Regions from separate parts of the Rattus norvegicus genome. Here region 1 is linked to region 2. Evidence: chromatin contacts called from public Hi-C data. All regions are on one chromosome and are shown on one strand. Each heading gives the region's core, a stretch centred on a gene start, on an enhancer-like site or on the middle of the called end of the contact. The rest is flanking DNA. Distances are from core to core; before and after follow the strand shown.

Region 1 (4,465 bases), core at 1,105-3,604, 55 kb after region 2:
GAGTCAGGCCATTGCCTCAGAATGAAGGCTGACTACAATGGGAGGGTTTTACATCTTCCTTGACTGGGAAACTTTAGCTTTCTGACAAGAGTGTTCCAATAAATCTACCTCGGCTCGCTTCTTTAATCCTGGCGTTCTGCCTGCAGGATCTTGTTGAACCAACCACATTTAAAAGGTCAGAACGGTGGCTCAGAAAAGCCGCTCATTAGGTAGGACAAGAGCTAAACCTTCACAAGTCATTTTATGCCTTCTTCAATGCAAAACTGAAAATTAAACTACCATAAACGCACAAAGTCTTTGAAATACTCGCCTTAATAAGGCCTCAGTGTTGGATGAGCTTCTGTGGGTTTCTCTTCCTATGAAAAAGAGACTGGCCTAAAATCTCCAAGCAGCTGGAAAATAACCCAAATGGAGGCTCCTGCCAGACCTCATCTCCTTCCTCCCGCAAATTCCCAGTTCTAGTTCTTAGAACTTGAGTCAGAAGCAAATTTGGCTTTTTTCCCTTGCATCTCTTGACTTTTTTTAAACTTAATTTATTTTTATTTCACGTGCTTCGGTGTTTTGCCTGCATATACGTCTGTGTGAGGGTGTCAGATCTCCTGGAACTGGAATCACAGACAGTTACGAGCTGGCATTTGGGTGCTAGGAATTGAACACAGATCCTTCGGAAGAGCAGCCAGTTCTTCCAACCTCAGAGCCATTTCTCCAGCTCCCAGAGGCAAAGTTTAAATAATACAAATCTACTGTAATTTATAAGGAAAACAGCTTTCTTTACAGTAAGAATATTCTTTGCATGCTGTAATCATGGGACATTATTGATAAATGACTATTAAAGCAAAGAAAGCATTAGAATGCTTTCCATCCATCCATCCATCCATCCATCCATCCATCCATCCATCCATTTATTTGTGTTGGAGTCTCACTATGCAGCTCTGGCTGTACTGGAACTCATTATGTAGACCAGGCTGTCTTTGAACTCACCAAGATCTGCTTCCTCTGCCTCCCCAGTGCTGAGATCGTTTGAGGGCTTGGAGGATGACTCAGCAGTTAAATGAACTTGCTGTTTTCTGCAGAGGACTAGAATGTGGTTCCCGGCACACACAACTGTGTAGGCAGTTCACAACGACAGGTAACTCCAGCACCAGGGGATCTAATGCCTTCTTCGGGCCTCTGTGGGCACCAGCAGGCATGTACTGTACGTATGGGCAAGCAGGCACACACAAATACACATCAAAAAGAAAAGAAACAACAGGACGTTTTTGGAAGCCACAAATGGTAATTTCTTTGTCAGTAGCAAAACGTAAGGTTAGAATGAAGGTAAAGAATTATTTAAAGAGTCCTGAAAGTACACTGAAAGTTCTAGCTTTTATATAAGGGTTGACTTGTTTTTGTAGATTCCTCCCAGTAGCTGGATTTAGCATTCAAATAATCTCATGTGACTCTCATAAAACTAGAAGCCTTAGCCAAGCATTGACCATATACAATAAAAAAAAACAAAAAACAAAACTGTTTTCCTTCAGGGGCAGTTGGAAGGTAAGTAATATATGTACACATACATGGTAATTAAATCTAGCTTCTAACAAACTTAAAGTTAAATTTTAATGACTTTTTATGGCTGGGTGATAAATTTTATGTAAATGAGACAGGGGCGGAGACCTAGTTTATATTACCTGTCAAAGGAGTGCTGATTGATGTTCTGAAAAGGAGCCGTGGCGATCTGTCCTCGTCCTAACTCAGCCACAACTGGTTCTTAGCCAAGGCAGTCGGCGTCCCTATCTGTAAAGGATGACTGCCTGCCTTACAAGCTGTAACTAATATTTGTGTTCTACCCTGTCTTCAAAGTTCCTTTCTGTGTGTGACTTAACCTAATTATTCAGATTCTGCAGGGTAGTTACTGTTGCGCTCATTATAGAGACGGAGATAGAAAGGCCCGAGAATGTAAACTATGTAATTAGAGTCGTGCAGACTGTAAATGGCAGAGGTAGGATTCAGACTCGGCTGTCTGGCCACAATTCTGTGTTGGTAGTCACCATTTCTACTCTAAAATGTCTGGCCTAATAAGGTTACATTTAGTCATTGCTCAGTTATGACCAGACTTTTAAAGGTGCCTTTTAACAGTTTTCAACAGGTACAACATGTTCTTTAGCCTGTGGGACCGAATGCTTTTATAGCTTCATTTCAGGAGGAGCCAATTAAGTACTCAGTTAATAGCCAAACTTTATAGCTAAGGTAATTGAAAAGCCACATCACACTGGCTGCTGTTTTTTTTACCACTCCAGCTACTTTCAAGAGTTTACACTGATCCATGCCTTGATAGCTTCAGAATCTCCAGGTCACTATAAAAATTCTTTCTCTCATTACTCCTTACTAATGTGTTAAGAGTCATAACAGTAGCAACAAAACCTGTAAGTAAACTATGGAGAGTCTTTTGCTAGTGCAATAAATCATGCTAGGGCTAGAAAAAAATGCCTTGGTGGGTAAAGTGCTCAAGTGTGAGGACCAGAGTTCAATCCCCAGGGCCCACGTGAGCCAGACATGGTGGCTGTGTGTGTCTGAAATCCCAGCACTCTTATGAGGAGATGGAAGGCAGAGACAGGGAAATCCTTGAAAGCTGCTGGGCCAGACGGGCGTCGTATAAAGCAAGAAAAGACAAAAGCCAAAGAGGAAAGGATGCAGTAACACCCATAGTAGAAAGTAAGGAATGGTCCTTGAGCCTGCCCTGTGACCTCCCCACGCACCACGGCACGCAAATGCCTGCATTCCCTCATGATAGAACACATATGAGTATGGCATACATATACACAAACAGAAGGCAAAAAATGATATGCCCACACGCTTCCGACAGGAAGTCAACTCCGAGCTTTTGGTAATTCCTCACAAGCCGTTCTTTCTGCAGCTTTCGATTTTCATGTGAAGCGAGAGTATCTGTGTAATAGACCAATGACATAAGAGATTTGGAAATAAGCCCAAAGAGACTTTACCCAAGCTTATGGACGTGCAAAGGAAGAGAAGACATGGAGTGGGGGGTTATCCTGAGGTGGCATTGTTTAATCAGTAACGTTTTAAAGGTCTTTTAAAAATTCTAATACACTTATAAAAATTTTTCCACAGACATATAAACTACCAATGTACCAATAGTTACCAAGAGGATTTGAAGCTGTGTGGATCTTGATCTGATCTAATCTAGATGTTTCCAAATGTTATGGAAGTGTGAGAGCATAAGAAATTCTATCTGGGGGCTGGGGATTTAGCTCAGTGGTAGAGCGCTTGCCTAGCAAGCACAAGGCCCTGGGTTCGGTCCCCAGCTCCGAAAAAAAGAAAAGAAAAAAGAAAAAGAAAAAAAAGAAGTTCTATCTGGAGAGCCGCCAAAGTTATTTCAAGCACGTACTTATCAAAACATTGTTTTGTGCCTCTCCTATGAATTCAGGTCTGGGAAACAGAAGGAAGCAAGAGAGAGTAGGATCAACAAGTCATAGCCAGGGGCTGGGGTGCCTGAACTCTAGTTCCAGAACCTAAGAGGAAGTAGAGGCAGGAGGATATAACCATAGATTTGAGGCCAGCCTGATCTACATTATGAGCCTAGGAAAGTCAGGATTACGGAGTGAGACCTCGATTCAAACAAAACAAGAACAACAAACGCCAAAATAAAATAAAGACGCCACAAAATAAGAGGATGGAAGATAAGTCATTAGTCTAATTTATCCAGAGACAGGGTTTTTGAAGGCAGGCTCCATACGTTCTGGAAAAAAACAAGGCCTTTATTATTGACTACGGCACTTCTGGTCTAATTTGATTTACTTCCTCATTGGAATGATCCTGGCTCTGGGATCTAGTTGGTTTTCTCTTTCTCCTCCACACATACCTACACTGCCATCTAGTGGTAGAAGAGAGAACTGCAACTACCCTCCGGCTCTTGAGGAAGCTTGTCCCATCCATCGCCTGTCATTTTGGATCTGCAATGAAAGCCTTAGGTCGGCATCAGAGACCACCTTAATACTACCATCTGGAAGCCTGTCTCCTACATACGCCATCCACCACAGACCACCTTAACAGGCCACTTTGTAATGCAGATTGTCTCCTTGTGTCCCTCTCCCCTTCGAGACTCTCTTACAAGATTGTCTCATGATCTTACAGAGATGAGATCAACTTAAGAACATGCCTTGCAACAGTCTCCTCATGGAACACTGATACTAGCTCAAAGGCTAGATTTGAAATACCGCCTTCTTGTGCATAGCCTTCAACAGAGACCACCTCTTTTTTTCCCATTATTTTAAATTCCTTTCAGAGAATTTTGCACATGAACCCTGGGTGTCTGTCCACTCCATGCCTTTCTTCATCCTTCAAACTACTCCAGTGTCTACCCCTCCCGATCCATGGCCTCTTCTTTATCTTTACATATATATATATATATATGCATACACATCTATGTACCCTCTAAGTGCATTCAGCATTGCTTATATGTACA
Region 2 (4,717 bases), core at 2,203-4,702:
GCAGAAGTATGTTAGTTGTTCTGTATGGTCTCTCTACTATGTTGTACCCTTTGCCACAAAGCCCAAAGGCATCCAGGTCAAGAGACTAAGGACTGAAACTACGAACTCAAATGCATCATTCCTCTCAGTTCACTCATGGCCACGCCTTTAATTCCAGCACTTGGGAGGCAGAGGCAGGTGGATCTCTGGGTTCAAGGCTAGCCTGACCTATAGAGCAAGTTCCAGGATCAAAAAAAAAAGAAAGAGAAAAAAAGAAAAAGAAAGAAAAGAATACACACACACACACACACACACACAGAGAGAGAGAGAGAGAGAGACACGCTGTTATTTGTTTTTCAAGGCAGGGTTTCTCTGTGTAACAGTACTGCCTGTCGTGGAATTTGATTTGTAGACCAGGCTGGCCTTGAACTAACTCACAGAGATCTGCCTGCCTCCAGAGTGCTGGGATTGAAGAAGTGACCACCACACCTGGCTATGTCATTCCTCTTTTTAAGGTGATTTTCTCAGACATTTTGTCATAGTGACAGAACGCTAACTGACTGAGAAAAGTGGTACCACAATGGTAGGTTGTGGCTTATGGCGGACTCTAGCTGATGATGTGGCTCATAGGCCTTTGACAGTAGTCTGCAGGCCAAGTTTGGAGGTTTGGAAGAGCAGTCTAGAGAAAGCCTACCGTGCTGTAAAAAGAGCTTATTAAGGCCATTCTGGGGCGAGAAGAGAATAGCAGAATGCTGCCCTCATGCAGACAGTAAAAAGGCAGGCTCATGAACATACAGATGGAATGATGACTCTATCTGGAATTAGGCTAAATGCACCACACTATACATTCTGGTGAAGCACTTGTCTTCATTTTGTCCAAACTCTGACCCTGTGGGAAGATGACTTTAAAGGACTAGCTTGAAAGAGGCAATGTCCGGGTAGCACAGTGTTCAAACTATCTCATACAGGTATTAATAGATGCTTTTAATTAAGATTTATGATGAGAACCAAGAGCAAAGCCACTACAAATATATTTGGAAATCTTAGTTTGTTCCGTAAAGGGACATGTTTAAAGTTGAAACCAAGGAAACCTATTACCGACTTCCCCAACCTTAAAACAAAAAACAAAAACAAACAAAACAAACTACAACAAAGCCCTTACTCCTCAGCAGGCTAGGGCTTTAGCTCTGTTGGTTGAGCACTTGTCTACTATTAAGGAAGCCACCTGAGCATGGCGGCCCATGCCTACCATCCCCACACTAAAGACAACCAGAAATCCACTGTCATTCTTGGGGACCTCAAGGTCGGCCTGTTTCAGACCCTGTTGGGGGTGCGGGTAGGGAAGGCCAAGTACTTTACAGGGTCAGTATCTAAAAATAGCTTGCTAAACTTTTCAGTGGTGGCACAAGCCTTCAATCTTAGCACTTAGGAGGTAGAGGCAGGGGGATCTCTGTGTGTTTGAAGTCAGCCTGGTCTACAGAGTGAGTTCTAAGACAGCCAGGGCTACAGAGGAAAAAAAATGTCTGAAAAAAACAATAAACCAACAACAACAAAAGCATGCTAAATATGTAACTCATCATTACCCACCTATCCATGCCAGCCAATAGGTCTTCTGAGCTCTTTAATAACAACCACAATGTGGACTTAACACTTTGTTTGTTTGCCTGTTTTGTTTTCTTGAGACAAAATTTCTCTCTGTAGGCTGTCCTAGAACTCTCTGTAGACCAGACTGGCCTCGAACTCACAAAGATCCACAGGCTTCAGCTTCCTGAGTGCTGGGATTAAACGCAGGTGCCACCACTGCCCAAAAATGTGGGTTTATCAAGAGTAGATGTATTACTGTGCTAAATATTGATTTACCTTGAGAAAGGGTTAGTGGAACTATGGTATAAGTATGTAAACATTTTGTATTAGTCATCTTAAGAGGTCACTAAAATGAGTATTAAACTTGATGAGTAAGTTATAAGTTCACAACATTTATGTACCTGCTGAGTTTTCTTTGAACTTAAATGGTACTTGTCTGGTTACTCAGTTCATATTTCAAAGATACAAAGTAATGCTACTGTGTTTCTCCTCAAAACACTTTTTGTATGAGTTCTCTCCTAATGCTGTCTGGCAAAGTTCCTAGAACGCCAAAGTCTACTTAAAAACAAAAAAACAAAAAAACGTTTGGGCTTTGTCGGTGACCTTTTAAAGCCCAGAGTGACAAAGCAGTCTTTCAGAGAAGTGATGGTTTCTAAGTAATAACTGCATACACTGTTTACACAACAGTGTGCAAACAACATCTACAAAAAGTTCCCATCATCAAAGGCCAGAAAAGAAAGTGAACAGAAACTAAATCTAAAACACCGAATGCTACCTTCTTGGTCACACATTGGAGTTCAAATAACCTGATGCCGAATATTAAAATATTACTTCAGCAGATATGGGCATGTGTGCACATATTTGTTGTTTTTTCTTAACCAGACTTTGACCCTTTTAGACTTCAAACTATTCAAATCTCTAATTTCCCCTTTAAAGGTATTTTAAAGTATACCTATAAGAAAACAAAAGCATAAAACAAATCCCCACAGTATAATCTTATGTACCTTACATAGAAGGCACTATATGGGAATGGAAGGAAAGAATATAAATATTAATATGGCCATAGATTGAAATGTATGTGAGAGCGGTTAACTAAAGAGAAGGCCAGAACGCTAACACCTGGAACCCTGTCCACACCTGCCCCTCCACCCGTCTTTTTGCGGGCAAAATGCAGCAGTGAGAAGGGCTACACAGATAAGCCCACAGAAGTGAATTCTTTGAATTAAGAAAAAAACATGCCAGCAGGGTAAAAAATTATAGAGAGGGTTCCAGGACCAAGGAGGAGGAAGCTCCCCACCCACACCATCCACTCCTACCCCCGCCCCACGGGTTTCTTCCAGGGATTGGGCACTTCGCGGGATTTCGGGAGCGGGGGGCGGGTGTGGAAGGCTGGGACTCAAAGACGAACAGAGTTAACCCGGCCAGGGCAGTGGGAGAATGGGAAGCTGAGTTGGAATGAGAGAAACGGGGAGGAGGGGAAGGAGGAGGGATGAGGGAAGTCGGGAAGGGTGGGGGAAGAGGGAGAGGAAGGGATGGAGGGGGAGGGGGAGGAAGACGGAAGAAGGGGAGGGAAAAGCGGAGGGGAGGGGAGTCCGGCTCTCACCAGTCCGAGCAGGCAGCTCCACAGCAGGGCAGCAGCGGGAGCGTGCAGCGAGTGCAGCAACCCCATCCCACGGGCGGGCAGCTAGGCGCAGGCTGCGCTGGCAGCACCCGGACCTCTAGGGTGCAGCCCCGACTTCCTCTTCCGGTTCCTCCCGCGGAACGCTGGGCCGGGACTCTGTGGGGACTGTCAGCTCCTGGCAGTCTTTCTAGCTGCGTAAACCCCGGGTTCTCGTTCGGTTCCCCTTAACTGCGGCCGCCGCCCATTCCAAGCCACTGGAGCTTCAGGTTTCAGTTTCCTTTCAGGCCTCTGCCACGTAGCCACGAGACTTTCGTAAAGACATAAACCAGACAAAGCCCCTCTCCACAAATTGCAGCACAAATCAAAACTTCCTCTGCTGCAAAATCTCACCCCTGTCTTCTCTGTCCTTAGCGTCTGTACTTTCCCACGTGTTAAGATCCACGGACCCTCTAGGTGGGCAGTCTCTGGGGAATACACTCTTGGTGTTCCCTTATCGGCTTACTTAACACTTCCTCCCTATAGAGTGTTTCCTAATACACCAAATCTTAAGTGGCCTTCCATTCACTTTCATACTATGATTTATTTGTTCTCTTCATAGCTTGTTGTTGTTGCTGCTGCTGCTGCTTTTTTGAGACATATCCTTGACAAATACTCTGAACTCACTATGTAGATCATGGCCTAGAACTCAGAGATCTGCCTGTATCTGTCTCCCAAGGGCTGAGACTAGAGGCATAAGCCACCATGCCTGATTTTTACCCCCATTTTCTTTTCTTTTTCTTTTTCTTTTTTTTGTTCTTTTTTTCGGAGCTGGGGACCGAACCCAGGGCCTTGCGCTTCCTAGGCAAGCGCTCTACCACTGAGCTAAATCCCCAACCCCCCCATTTTCTTATATTCATCTCTGTCTCACCTGCTGCTATCCAGTTAATGGGAGGGTCCCTCTTTGCTTTGTTGACTGCTGTGTCCTTACACATAAAATATCCAGTGTATACTAGGTCGTCAAATATTTGTTGGATTACTGTTTAATACCAACCACTGAATAGGACAGTGTTCTGTTACCCTAAGGGAGGGACATAGCAAAAAATACAGACGTGTGAGCAAACACTGTTACAAAGTGACCTTTCACAAGGTACTGTACAAGGAGCAAAGGGAGGTGGAAATAGGGCACAAGGAAGGAAAAAAAAAAAAAAAAAAAAAGAAAGGAAACACCAGCCCTAGCCGAGTATTACTGACTCTTCATTTCTGCGTGTTAATTTCAGCTAGGCAAAGAGGGAATTCACTTCCAGAAAGGAAGCTTTAGTCTCAAAACCAAGGGAGGCAACTACAGAACTGGACCTTGGCTGAACGTAGGAGAGGTGGAAAGGAAGAAGAGGCAGAAGGTGAGACGGAAATGAATCACACAGCTTGGAACCTGAGACTTCATCATCTCCGTCTCTGCGTGGCGGGGATTCCTGAAGGAAATGCTCCTACAGTTCTGCGTGGGTTGTTTCTGAAGTTGTCTGTCCCCTGGCTTCCCCTTGTGGCCCAGTTTCAATC

Evidence for each region. A called contact is a pair of places that touch in the nucleus more often than the background predicts.
Region 1: a Hi-C map of the A7r5 cell line shows a contact between it and region 2, with 2.9 times the contacts expected there. The contact joins the enhancer-like site here to the promoter of Sppl2a in region 2. A contact is called at or near these places in 5 of 12 Hi-C or Micro-C datasets (the A7r5 cell line, Schwann cells, kidney and 2 more).

The regions. Positions count from the first base shown.
Region 1 is chr3:134,699,542-134,704,006 of GRCr8, forward strand. No RefSeq gene overlaps it. Among named protein-coding and RNA genes, the nearest start is that of Ap4e1, 25 kb to the right of the region's middle. Within about 2 kb of position 2,355, at least 4 of the 93 cell types and tissues checked have an H3K27ac peak or open chromatin away from gene starts, as enhancers often do. A contact at or near this core is called in the A7r5 cell line, where this site is marked.
Region 2 is chr3:134,643,300-134,648,016 of GRCr8, forward strand. Sppl2a (signal peptide peptidase-like 2A) reads right to left here and starts at 3,453. Exons shown (of 15, transcript NM_001107770.1): 1 at 3,167-3,453. The coding sequence starts at 3,232. LOC134486145 (a long non-coding RNA gene) reads left to right here and starts at 3,311. Exons shown (of 2, transcript XR_010064882.1): 1 at 3,311-3,450; 2 at 4,441-4,717.